Linked DNA regions of Mus musculus: region 1 is linked to region 2. A link is a contact called in public HiChIP or PLAC-seq data. All regions are on one chromosome and are shown on one strand. The core of a region is the stretch at or near the end of the contact, and the rest is flanking DNA. Distances in the headings are between cores, read along the strand shown. Region 1 holds the start of Timm10 (translocase of inner mitochondrial membrane 10). Region 2 overlaps Ctnnd1 (catenin (cadherin associated protein), delta 1).

What was found. HiChIP or PLAC-seq counts read pairs in DNA pulled down with a chosen protein or histone mark.
Region 1: an H3K4me3 HiChIP or PLAC-seq map of bone marrow-derived macrophages shows a contact between it and region 2, with 2.5 times the contacts expected there. The contact joins the promoter of Timm10 here to the enhancer-like site in region 2. A contact is called at or near these places in 4 of 39 promoter capture datasets (3T3-L1-derived adipocytes, the C10 cell line, cranial neural crest and 1 more), 4 of 484 Hi-C or Micro-C datasets (brain, cerebellar granule neurons, liver and 1 more), 3 of 115 datasets of contacts at active chromatin or transcription factors (bone marrow-derived macrophages, embryonic stem cells and microglia) and 2 of 9 other capture datasets (liver and pancreatic islet).

Annotation. Positions count from the first base shown.
Region 1 is chr2:84,824,762-84,830,370 of GRCm38.p6, forward strand. Timm10 (translocase of inner mitochondrial membrane 10) reads left to right here and starts at 2,260. Exons shown (of 3, transcript NM_013899.2): 1 at 2,260-2,386; 2 at 2,838-2,952; 3 at 5,029-5,452. The coding sequence starts at 2,882. The coding sequence ends at 5,230. It also overlaps a transcript of Smtnl1 not described here.
Region 2 is chr2:84,615,343-84,621,271 of GRCm38.p6, forward strand. It overlaps Ctnnd1 (catenin (cadherin associated protein), delta 1), which reads right to left. Exons shown (of 19, transcript NM_001085450.1): 4 at 5,493-5,645; 5 at 4,577-5,112; 6 at 1,138-1,601. Among named protein-coding and RNA genes, the nearest start is that of Ctnnd1, 32 kb to the right of the region's middle. Within about 2 kb of position 2,724, at least 89 of the 459 cell types and tissues checked have an H3K27ac peak or open chromatin away from gene starts, as enhancers often do. A contact at or near this core is called in bone marrow-derived macrophages, microglia and regulatory T cells, where this site is marked.

The DNA.
Region 1 (5,609 bases), core at 1,010-3,509, 210 kb after region 2:
CTGAACACAAGAGAAAACAGGCCAACAGAGATCATTTGAGTGTGATGAGTTAGTCATCTCATCAACAAGTAAAATATGCACTACATTAGATGTGACAGGCTCTATAAAATAAGGTGAAGTGGTGCAAGCAATAGGACTTTGTCTTTATTTTTGCTTGTTTTGTAGGGAGGAGAATATACTTGTAGATACGGCAAGTGATATAGGAACAAAGACCTCAAGTTTGGGATGTAAACTTGTGCCAGCGAGGAGCACCTGCATCCCCGGCAGAGAACAGTAACTAGGAAGAAGGGAGTATGCTTGATGCATTTGATAGAGAGGGTATCAGCATGGCCCGGCAAAGCACTGCAGCAGGAGAGTAGTTGGAAGTAAAAGTAAGAAAATAGGGTTGGTGAATCATGTGGAATTTGTCCTGGCTCACATTGATTATCTAATTACAGGATCTAGAACCACTTAGAAGATAAACCTCTAGGCAAGTCCATGAGATAATTCTATATTGGGTTAACAGAGGTAGGAAGTCCCACCCTATATGTATCTAGCAATGTGCCATGGACTGGGCTAGCTGACTGAATAAAGAGGCCAAAGTGAGCTGAGTACTAGCATTCTTCTGTGTGTCTTGGCTATGGACATGCTATGACCAGTTGCCTCCCATTCCTGCCACAATGCCTTCCTTGACGCAGTGGAATAGAGTGAACCAAAAGCCAAGGTAAGCCATTTGTCCTATAGTTTGCTCTTCTCAGGGGATGGATCACATCATGGAGAGAAGCAGTGCAGGGTCTTATAAGCTATTGAGAAGACTTTGGCTTTCTCCATGATGAGAAACTACTGCAGCATCTAGGGGGTGAGTGACATGATCCAGTTGTAGGGTTTTTTTTTGTTTGTTTGTTTGTTTGTTTGTTTTTTACATCACTCTGGTTGCTGCGAGAATCAGTTGTCCTTTGACCTCCTTTGATCCTACCATGGGCTCCTCCTCCTCCTTCTTCAATATATTTATTTTCTGTATCTATGAGTACACTGTAGCTCTGACACACCAGAAGAGGCACTGGATTCCATTACAGATGGTTGTGAGTCACCTTGTGGTTGCTGGGAATTGAACTCAAGACCTCTGGAACAGCAGTCAGTACTCTTAGCCACTGAGCCATCTCTCCAGCCCAAGGACACATGTTCTTATAAATAAATTTAAATTTAAAAATAGTATATCAAATGACCTGTGTAGTTCAGTTGTGGAGGGTTTGCATGAGACCCTGGATTCAACCTTCAGCACTGTGGAAGAGAGATGAAAAAAACATCACTATTAGCTGAGAATGTGAAAATAGCACTTTGGGAAAAAGACTTCATCTGCTAAAGATAATAGATCAAGAAAATGTGACTAAATAGTAAGAATTATTAAATCTTGGGGATAGATTCAATGACGTTCATTAGACTGTGTTCTGTGTTGTGAATTTGCCCTAATAAAATTTTAAAGGGATAAACCCAATGCTTTTTATTATTACATTTATTTATTTACTTACTTTATTTATTGTGCATGTGTAGGGCTATAATAAAGAAGTGCAGTAAAACATGTTGCAGCACTGGGGCAGTTGATAGAGTGCTTGCCTAAGCATGTGGTCCTGTTTTCATCCCAACATTGCAAAAGTCAGGCATAATGGCGCTTATCTGTAGCCGAAGCACTAGTGAGGTGGAGGCAGGTTCGTAAGTTCTAGGTCATCTTCGGCTACACCGCAAATTAGAGAGCAGCCTAGGTTCCATGGGACCCTGCCTCAAAAGCAAATAAAGACAATCTCTATACATGTTTCTTTTTTTCTGCGAGCAGCGATCGTGTATCTTCTCTGCAACTCCACTAGTTAATGTTGCACACTGCTCCCCGGGATTCTGATTTCAGGGGTATGAGGTAACGTCTGGGCGCTGAGGTGTTTTTTTTTTTTTTTTTTTTTTTTTTTTAAAGTGCTCCAGGTGTTTTAACATGCAAAATTGACAGGCTCCTTTGGGAAACGTTCTCCTTTCTTCACATAAGATCCGTCTGCGCTCTGGCGTGGGCTCTCCATGGTGGGTTCAGGGAGCCAAGCTTCTTCCACACTGCAAACGCTCAGGCGTCTCCCGGACAACCGGAGGGATGGAATGCTAACAAGGCTGCCGGCGCTCTGCCACTCACTCAGCATTCTATGGTACTTTGGAGTCCACTCTAGCAAATTAAGGTCGGTTTCTCTATGGTAGCCGGTTTCCCAGCGCAGCCTGGTCGGCGTTTTCTTCCGGATCAAAGAAGAGGCTAGACTTCCTTCCGGAAGTGACCCACGTGCTTCTTATTTCGCCTGCCTTGGTACCCGGTAACTTTTTACTATTGACCCGAAGTTGGGGACGTTGCGGGAGCTGTGACCTGCCCCAGGCCGTGGTGAGTGGGCCGTGGTGTCTGATACCCAGGGTAACCCTGATTCCTGATTATGCCATTGCCGTGACAGAGGCTCAGCCTTTAGACCCACCCCGGGAACCTAGGCTGTGGTTAGGGTCACATTCTCGGGGCTGCATGGGTTCAGACCCACGGTTTTGTGTGTTCCGTCCCAACTGTCAATCCTCTGGCTCTAGGAGTGATCTCGAGGTACTAAGAGGGCTCGGTTTCCATCCCCGAGCCCCATGACATCGCGAGTGACCTTGAGCTGGACACTGTCCTCTTTAAGGGCCTCATCTCCACTTCTGTTAAGAGGGCTGATTACGTTTACTGAGCGGGGTATTGGTCCCCGCTGGTCTGAAACACTGTAATTCCTCGCGCCCTCCAGCCCCCCCGGGGGGGTGGTACTAGGGTGAACCGGGAGGGATCGATGCTGACTGATCATGTCCGCTCCTAGGACTAAAGACCAGGAGGCTATTCTCTCCACGGTGCTAAGTTGACATGGATCCGCTCAGAGCCCAGCAGCTGGCTGCGGAGCTGGAGGTGGAGATGATGGCTGACATGTACAACAGGTAAAGAGAAGCACTCGGCTTCACCTTGTCTAGGAAAACTCGCCCTAGTCACCCCTAGCCCGACAGAGTGAAGCACTTGTAACGAATGCTTTCGATAAGGTAGTGGAGCCAAGTCCCGCCCTCCTAATCCCGCCCCACCCTCACCGCGTGCTTCGCTGAAGTAAATACAGGTCACTGGAAGGACTTGGTTGGCTATTTGGAGGGAATAAAAGGGGTGTATGATGGAGAATCTCCTGCCCAGGCTCTGCTGAGTATCAAGAACATATAAGCACTTTCTCTTCTCTTCTCTTCTCTTCTCTTCTCTTCTCTTCTCTTCTCTTCTCTTCTCTTCTCTTCTCTTCTCTTCTCTTCTCTCCTCGTTTCCATCTTTCTTTCTCCTTAGATAGCCCATTTACCCTTGTTTATGTAGTTTATGTATTTTGTGTTTGTTTATGAATGCCAACATGCATGCCATAGCGCCACACATGTGGAGGTCAGAGGGCAGCTTAATAGGATCTCATCTTGGATTGAACTCAAATCTTCTGGTTTGGCAGCAAGTGCCTTTGCCGCCTAAGCCTTCTGAACAGCCATTTAGTAATGAATAGTATTTAGTTGCTAATATTTATTAATGTTTTTCTTCCTTTTTGGGGGGGATGGAGTGGATGTTGTTTTGTTCTTGTTTTTCACGATGGGGCTTCTCTGTGTTGCCTTGGTTGTCAGCTTAATCTGTATAGACCAGGCTGGCCTCACTCTCAGAGATCCACCTGTCTCATTCTCTTGGGTGCTGGGATTAAAGGTGTGCACACTCGGCCTAAATTATACTTTAACTCTGTGTTAGGCATTTGCAAAGCATTTTATATATATTATCACTTTAAATTTATTTATTTGTTTGTTTACTTGTTTTCTGTGTATGGATGTTTTGCTTGCATGCCCGCAGAGGCCAGTAGAGGGCATCATATCTCCAGGAACTGGAGTCAAAGATAGTTGTGGGCTACCGTGTGGGTGCTGGGAACCTAACCTAGGTCCTCTGCAAGAGCAGTCAGTTCTCTTAACCACTTTCCAGGCCCCCATTATCAGTTTTGTAAATAGTTAAAAATAATTCAAAGGGAGAAGGGGATATAATAACGTAGGATTTTTGTCTAGAATGCAGGATGCCCTTGGTTTGATCTTGACATGGTGCCTATAATTTCAGCAGTTAGAGGCCAGAGACTAAATAGTTCAGGATCATTCTTGGCTATATAGTGGGTTCAAAACCAGCCTGGGATAGATGAGACCAGTCTCAAAAGAAAGAAAGGGAAGAAAGAAAGAAAATCAGTGGGTTAATTTTATTAGTACTATTTTAACACAGGGGAATTGAGGTGTCAAGGGGTTTAATAATCTCAGGGGCTGTAGCTGGTCAGTAGCAATGTCAGGACCAGAACTTCAGCCTGACTTCAAACTACTGCTTGTAGCCGTTTGGAAACATCTTGCTGCACCATCAGCAGCTGAGTGTCTTTAGGCTGAATGTCATAACTGGTTACTCATCAGTAAAACTGACCTAAGAAGCACTGCTCCCTCCATAAAGACATTGCAATATTAAACTGAAAGCCTCTAGCATTAGCACATCATACAGGAACCAGCAGGTATCTGCTGGTTTTCGACAGCAGCTCTCGGTAGGTTTGTCTTGGAGACTACAAATTGGAATGGTTTTTAAAATACAGACTGCGCAGTCAGACTACCTAGCTTTGTGTGACCCTCAGCTCTTACTGAGCTGTGTCTTAATTTCCTCGTCTGTAAAGTGGGGATAGTGATTGTGCCTGCCCCAGTGGGTTACTGTGAGGGTTGCATGACAGAACCTGTATTAGCCCTTAGCGTGACGCCTGGCACACAGCCGGTGTTCAGCAAGTGCTTCCTCTTTAACTAGTCTTGTACATGACTCAAAGAAGAGTCTTAGTTGGAAAAGCGTTCCAAGGTGGTTGAAGTGAAAACTGGGGGTTCCCGCTGTTTTCTTGACGGAGGGAACGAGGCAAGAATCAATGCAGCAGGGTTGGGCTTGTTGAAGGTGCCTGGGATGCTCCAGGAAGTCACTGATACAACCTTGTTCTTCTCTAATCCCAGAATGACCAGTGCCTGCCACCGGAAGTGCGTGCCTCCCCACTACAAGGAGGCAGAGCTGTCCAAAGGCGAGTCTGTGTGTCTGGACCGATGTGTATCCAAGTACTTGGACATCCATGAGAGGATGGGCAAAAAGTTGACAGAGCTGTCAATGCAGGATGAGGAGCTGATGAAGAGGGTACAGCAGAGCTCGGGGCCTGCATGACGCCCCAGGCTGTCTACACCTGAGGTGTACCTTGCCACTTGCCTGATTAAAGTGTCCCTAATGGATGTCACATGTGAAACCTGTCATACTTAGGCCCTTGAGCATCTCCAGGACCCCTGCGTGTAGTAGAGCTCTCCTGGCTGAAGAAGGGGACTTGTCACGCTGGTTTGTGACTGTGTATGTGTGTATATGTATATATCTTATTAAAACAAATTTGTGCAACGCAGTGTCTTTACTTGAGAGTAAAGAGTCATCCAAAAGTAGAGGGAATTTAATGCAGTGGGTCTTTCTATTTGTGGGGTTGGGGTTTTTTGTTTTGTTCTTAAGTACAGGATCTCACTCTGTAGACCAGTTTGTCCTCAAACTCACGGAGATCCAC
Region 2 (5,929 bases), core at 1,474-3,973:
ATTCTATTCCTTCTTCGTCAATGACCACAGATTTACCCATTACAGAGTCTAGGACTCCATGTAGTATTAGTCAGGCTTCTGGCCCATGGTAATATGTATTTTATAGTATAGTTTAATATAGGCACAAATAGCTTTACAAAACAATCTACACCAGTTTCTTTAGCTCAGCAACACAGTCACTTTGGACCACATAATTCTTTGCTGTGGGAAGTTGTCCTGTCTATTGTTGGATGCTTGCCCGTTAATCAGGCCCTAGCCTTTACTCATTGGATGCCAAGAACATGCTCTACCTAACCTCAAGTTATGACAACCAAAAGCAACTGCAGCAATGGAGATGTCCTCTTGGGGCAAAAATATCCTGCCAATTAAGAACCAATATTTCTTTTTCTTTCTGGAATGGTGATTATACCCCCACAAAACGGATCACCTTGTATAATCTGGAAAATTATTCCAAATAAATGGCCATAAACTCAAATTTCTAAATGGAACAGGCTGCTTGAGTCAAGAAAGGTACACATTTAAAACAGATTATAAGGTTGTGGATAAATGGCAATTGCTCTCCAGCTTGTGTCTTTGGAAAACAAGTTTCTCTACTACTATAGTTGGTCAAAAATAACAGACTGCACCAGAAATGGTGGCCCACTCGTTAATCCTAGAGCTCAGGAGGCAGAGGCAAGTGGATCTCTGTGAGAAGACAGCCTAAGCTACATAGTGAGTTCTAGAACTTGCCTACATAGAGAAAGACTTTACCTCAAAAAAACAAGAAAACATGCAGGTATGCACAATGTGTTGGAGAATATTGCGTGTGTCATGTGTCATCCAATCAAATCTGTAAAGCAGATTTGACCCAAGGCTACTCACTACCTCGGAACCTATAATCAAAAGATAATGGATTGGCCAGGCATGGTAGTGTATGCTTTTTATCACAGAATTTGGGAGGCCGAAGCAGGTAGATTACTTCAAGTTCAAGTCCAACCTGCTCAACATAGTGAGTTCTAGGCCAGCCAGAGCTACACAGTGAGACCCTGACTCAAAAAGAATTAATTATTCAATAAATTAATTAAAAGTTAAGAGTCTAGAAAGTTCTAGATCCATACCTGTCTATAGATTAACAGTGACCTCTAACCTGGCACTCACCAGTAATCACTTCAGTCAGGTCCATATCACGAGCCTTTCGGAGCAATCGGACCAGAGCAGGAACACCATCACAGTTTTTTATGGCGATCTTGTTATCTTGGTCACGTCCAAAAGAGATATTCTTGAGAGCTCCACAGGCTCCGAGGTGCACTTCCTTTTTGGGATGGTCTAACAATCCTACCAATATCGGGATACCCTTGAGCTTCCGCACGTCAGTCTTCACCTTGTCATTGCGGTAGCATAAGTGCTGCAGGTATGCAGCTGCATTGGACTTAACAGCATCCAAGCGGAAGCCTAACATGGCAATCACCTCTGGCAGCTCAGGCTGTCTCCAGTTTGAAGGTGGGGGCATTCCCTTTCGCAAACTATCCAAGCTTGCTAAACTGCCCCGCTCATGCTGAGCTAAAGGAGCCCAATAGTACTGATCAGGCGGCACCTCTTCACCAATCATGTCTTCATAGCTCCTGCAATTTTGAAAGAACAAAGAACCAAGCAGTTAAATCTGGCTTCATAGACATTCCTATTACCAATCATCTTCAAGGTAGGATCACAGCTCTACAGAGATCATGTGTCTCCTCTGTATGGTCAATTTTTAATAATTTTGTGAGCAAGTGCAAGTACTCTCAATGTCCCTCGACATTATTATTATTATTTTTTTTTGAGACAGAGTTTCTTCCCAAATCTGAAGCTTGCTGATAAACTAGTCTGACTGTCCTGCAGGACCCAAGGATCCTCTTATCTCTGCCACCACAGAGCTTAGCTTGTTATGTAGGTACTGGAGCTCAAATCCTGGTCCTCATGTTGTGCAAAAAGCATTTCACCAACTGAACTCTCTCCCTGGGTCCAATTTTAATAACTTAAAAGTAACCTGTGGCCGGGTGTGGTGGCGCACGCCTTTAATCCCAGCACTTGGGAGGCAGAGGCAGGCGGATTTCTGAGTTCGAGGCCAGCCTGGGCTAAAAAGTGAGTTCCAGGATAGCCAGGGCTACACAGAGAAACCCTGTCTCAAAAAACCAATGAATGAATGAATGAATGAATGAATGAATAAATAAATAAATAAATAAATTTTAAAAAGTAACCTGTGAAGTTTGCTGATTGAGAAAGACAAGTATGTGGAACGTTCATCACAAAGAGAACACACAAGGAATCCGCACACAGGAAAGAGCTAGTGGAACAAAACTATTAAGCTCGCCCTATTTTGGAAATTGAAGAGGCACTGATCAAGAAAAACAGAGGACTTCTGGCTATATTGTTGAGGAGTTAGCTTTAGTACTACTGAGGCATAAACTTGAACACTAGCTGTCACAGTTCATCCCAGGGCCTCACGTGCTATTCAGTCAGACAGGTATGTTCCAAGAAGAGTTCCATCCTTCAACTTCTACATTTCCATGTCTGCCAAATGGCACCTATACACCAACATATATTGGAATGTCCCAGCTCTTGGATCAGAAGAAGAAACTGAAAGATGTCAGATGAGAAGCAACACTTCCTGTTTCAGTACCATCAATACCCACTAGAGGGTGAGCCTGTCACACTGTTATTTATAAGTACAAAGGAAGAACCCTATTATCTATGAGCTCACCTCACTCACCACCAACCCAACCCCCCCCCCCCCCCCCCGGGCTCCCACTGGGATAGGGGACTCTATTGTGTAGGACTCTCCAAATAAGACTTGCTTGTTCCATAAAACCACTCCCACAGTCACCAAACATTGAAAATTAGCCTACCTAACAGGTATCAACACTGATCATTAAACAATAAAAAACTCAGTAGAACAAATCATTTCATTAAAAAATAAATAGACTTGGCAGTAGTGGCACATGGCTTTAATCTCAGTAGTTGGGAGACAAAGGCAGGGCAAATCTCTATGAGTTCAAGGCCAGCCTGGTCTACAGAGAAAGCTCCAGGACAGCCCTGGTCTTGAAAAACCAAGGGAAGTAGGGGGTTGATAGTAAAGGCACCTTTAAACTTAAAATGTCATTTAAACAAAATAAAGTAAGTTGTTTTGTTTTAAAAGCAGATTGCTAAACACTATATGAAAAAATATTTCCTTTTAATGAGAAAACAGGATACATGTTTTCAAGAAAACCCCAAGAAACACCAAACTGTCCATGAGAGAATGGTGTTTTAGGCTGTATGCTGAGCATATTTTACTTTTCTTGTTTAAGACAAGCAACTATAAAAATAATTGCCACTGCCAGATTTTGTTTCAGTCACTCAAGGAAGTCTATCTTTATACTTCCTTCTTTCATAGGCAGTAGATCAAGATTCTTTCACAAATAACAAAACTGCACAAATGACCCAATAACTTGCTTAAGGCTCTATAGATAATGGCAGAGGCAAACTAAAACCAGGGTTTTCAAGTTCAGTGCTTTTGCCACTAATCACTGCCTTGCTATGAAAGTTTGACCTTGCACTATTCTTGAAGGCCGAAACAGGAAGCAGAATTCTTCTAGTCAAGAATCTTGCTAGTCAAGCAGGATTCCAAACTCAATGTCACCCTGGAATAAACCCAAGAACCAAGCCCCAAACCCGCTCTATGTGACTGGCACTTCAAAGGACAGCAGGGAACAGTCTGGTCATCCACACCCACCTGTGTCTAATCTCTCTTGGCTATTGAGGAAGTCAGAGCAAGCAGACTTCAGCCCCACTCCTTGGGCAGACTCTTCTAATGATAGCTGCTATCTATCTACCCTAGCTAGCTTACACCAGCTAAGATCTGGTGCCCCTTTAGGAATAAAAGGTGAGTCACATGGGAGTTGAATTTGCTAACCACGCCATCTGAAGAGTGTCAGTGACTCAGGCTTAGATAATAGGGCCTCTACTCCTGTCCCAGACTAATTCAGTTTATGGTTAGCCAATACCACCTAATATACATTTGGAAAGTGCCAAGACCTTTGCTTTGGAAGGTCATGAACCTACTTACAAAGACTGAGAACAGCTGCCAGGGCACCCTCACTATCAAGATAACTATAAGCCTTCCTTTATTTCTTAACTTGGAAAATATAGACCCTGATTTTAAAGTAATGTTTGCAGCCCAAGACCAAACATGTTTTTTTGTGCACACCCATAAGTAAGAGTTTTTAAAATAACCTTTTAAAAATATGAAATCCCGACAAGAGACATGACAAAGGCACTAATGAACAGCACACAAAGCCTAAAATGGGTCCTTTAAAAAAGGTCTACCAGCCAGAGCTAAATAGTGATACCCTGTCTCAACAATAACAAGAATAAAGAAAGGGAAGGAAGAAAGAAAGGGAGTGAGGACCAATCAATCCCATTGTAAAATCTTCCTCCATGGCAACTACGCATCCAAACAGTCAGCATGGCATCTTCAGCCAGCAAAGATCAGCTCTAGGAGGAAGAGCCCTCAGAGCAGACAGGTGCTTAGTGACCTCTAGGAGTCCCTAAAGCTACCTCTTCCCCCACTCCTGCCCACCTGAGGCGTCGTCGAGGGTCAGAGGGTGTTCCTGTCCGACGGGCAGTACCATAATCAGACATCATGCCGTAATCGAGGTCATCATAGCCCATGCTGCGCTGGTCATCCTCTAGCCCGTAAGGCTCAGGATGAAAACGATGCAGGTCCACACTGCTTCCACCTACTCGAACCTGGGGCTGGGGCCCATAGACATCTTGTCTACTGGGTGCCCGGTAGCCTTCCATGCTGGGCCTATACCGCTCCTCAATTCGGGTCACCCGGGACAGACTGCCGTAGTTGTCACTGCCACCTGGATAACCATCTTCATAGTGTCGGCCATACCCATCTGGAGGATAGTGGAAGTTCCTAGGAAGAGTGGCAGTGCCCGCTTGCCCCACATAGGGACCAGGGCCCCCATTGCCATTCTTGCGAAAATCACGGCCCAAGGTCTGGATATAGTTATTGGAGACTGCTGAGGCGTCCACGGGCAGCCCGTCTGGCCCCATGGGGACAGGCTGTACTGTCCGAGTTGTCATTGTCTTCACAACTTTTTTGACCTTCATTTAAGGAATAAGAAAAGGAAAACCAACTATTGAGGAAATAAAGAATCTAAGTTTAAATTCCACAGTACTCTAAGATAGAAACCCTACCCTCTAGGTCTTTATACAGAAGTGTGTGTCATCTATATCTCTTCTCCATCCTACAGAAGCCCTCAATGGAAAAAAACTGCCCAATCACTAACATCCTCTCCGGAAGCTACTGTAACTGTCATACTCCTCCTCTCTTCCCACTTCCTGAACTTCTTTTACCTTGTCTCTTTGCCCAGGCATCACTTTCTTTCTGGCAGACAGTGGCTTTGGCTCACTTAACTCGTTAGCTTCTCTACTAAAATACCACAGAGGACCTATCATTCTAAGACACGAAAATCTCAGCTTACTGTGGTCTCCGTGCGTCTAGTGGTCCCATCATCTGTGGTCTCCACAGAAACAACAGACATGGCTCCTTCAGGGTCCTCCTCGGTGTAGGTTTCCACAATCTGTCCTGGCTCCTGCATCCTGGGGATAGTGCTGTACAGAAGGTGGTTGTGATCCTATGAGAGAGAAAAGAGTGAAAATACAACTGAACCTATGTAGTAACAATCTATTCTAGTAAGAAACACAGGTGCCTCTAGAGACAGGAGGCCTTCATGCATCTCCCATTGTCCTCAGGGGTTTTTAATAAAAAATGGTTGTCATCTTTAATACTTGTACAAAAAGGCAGGGCATGGTAGTGTACACCTTTAATCCCAGCACTCAAGAGGCAAATGCATGCAGACCTGTAAATTCAAGCCTACCCTAATATACACAGCAAATTCCAGGTCAACTAGGACCACAT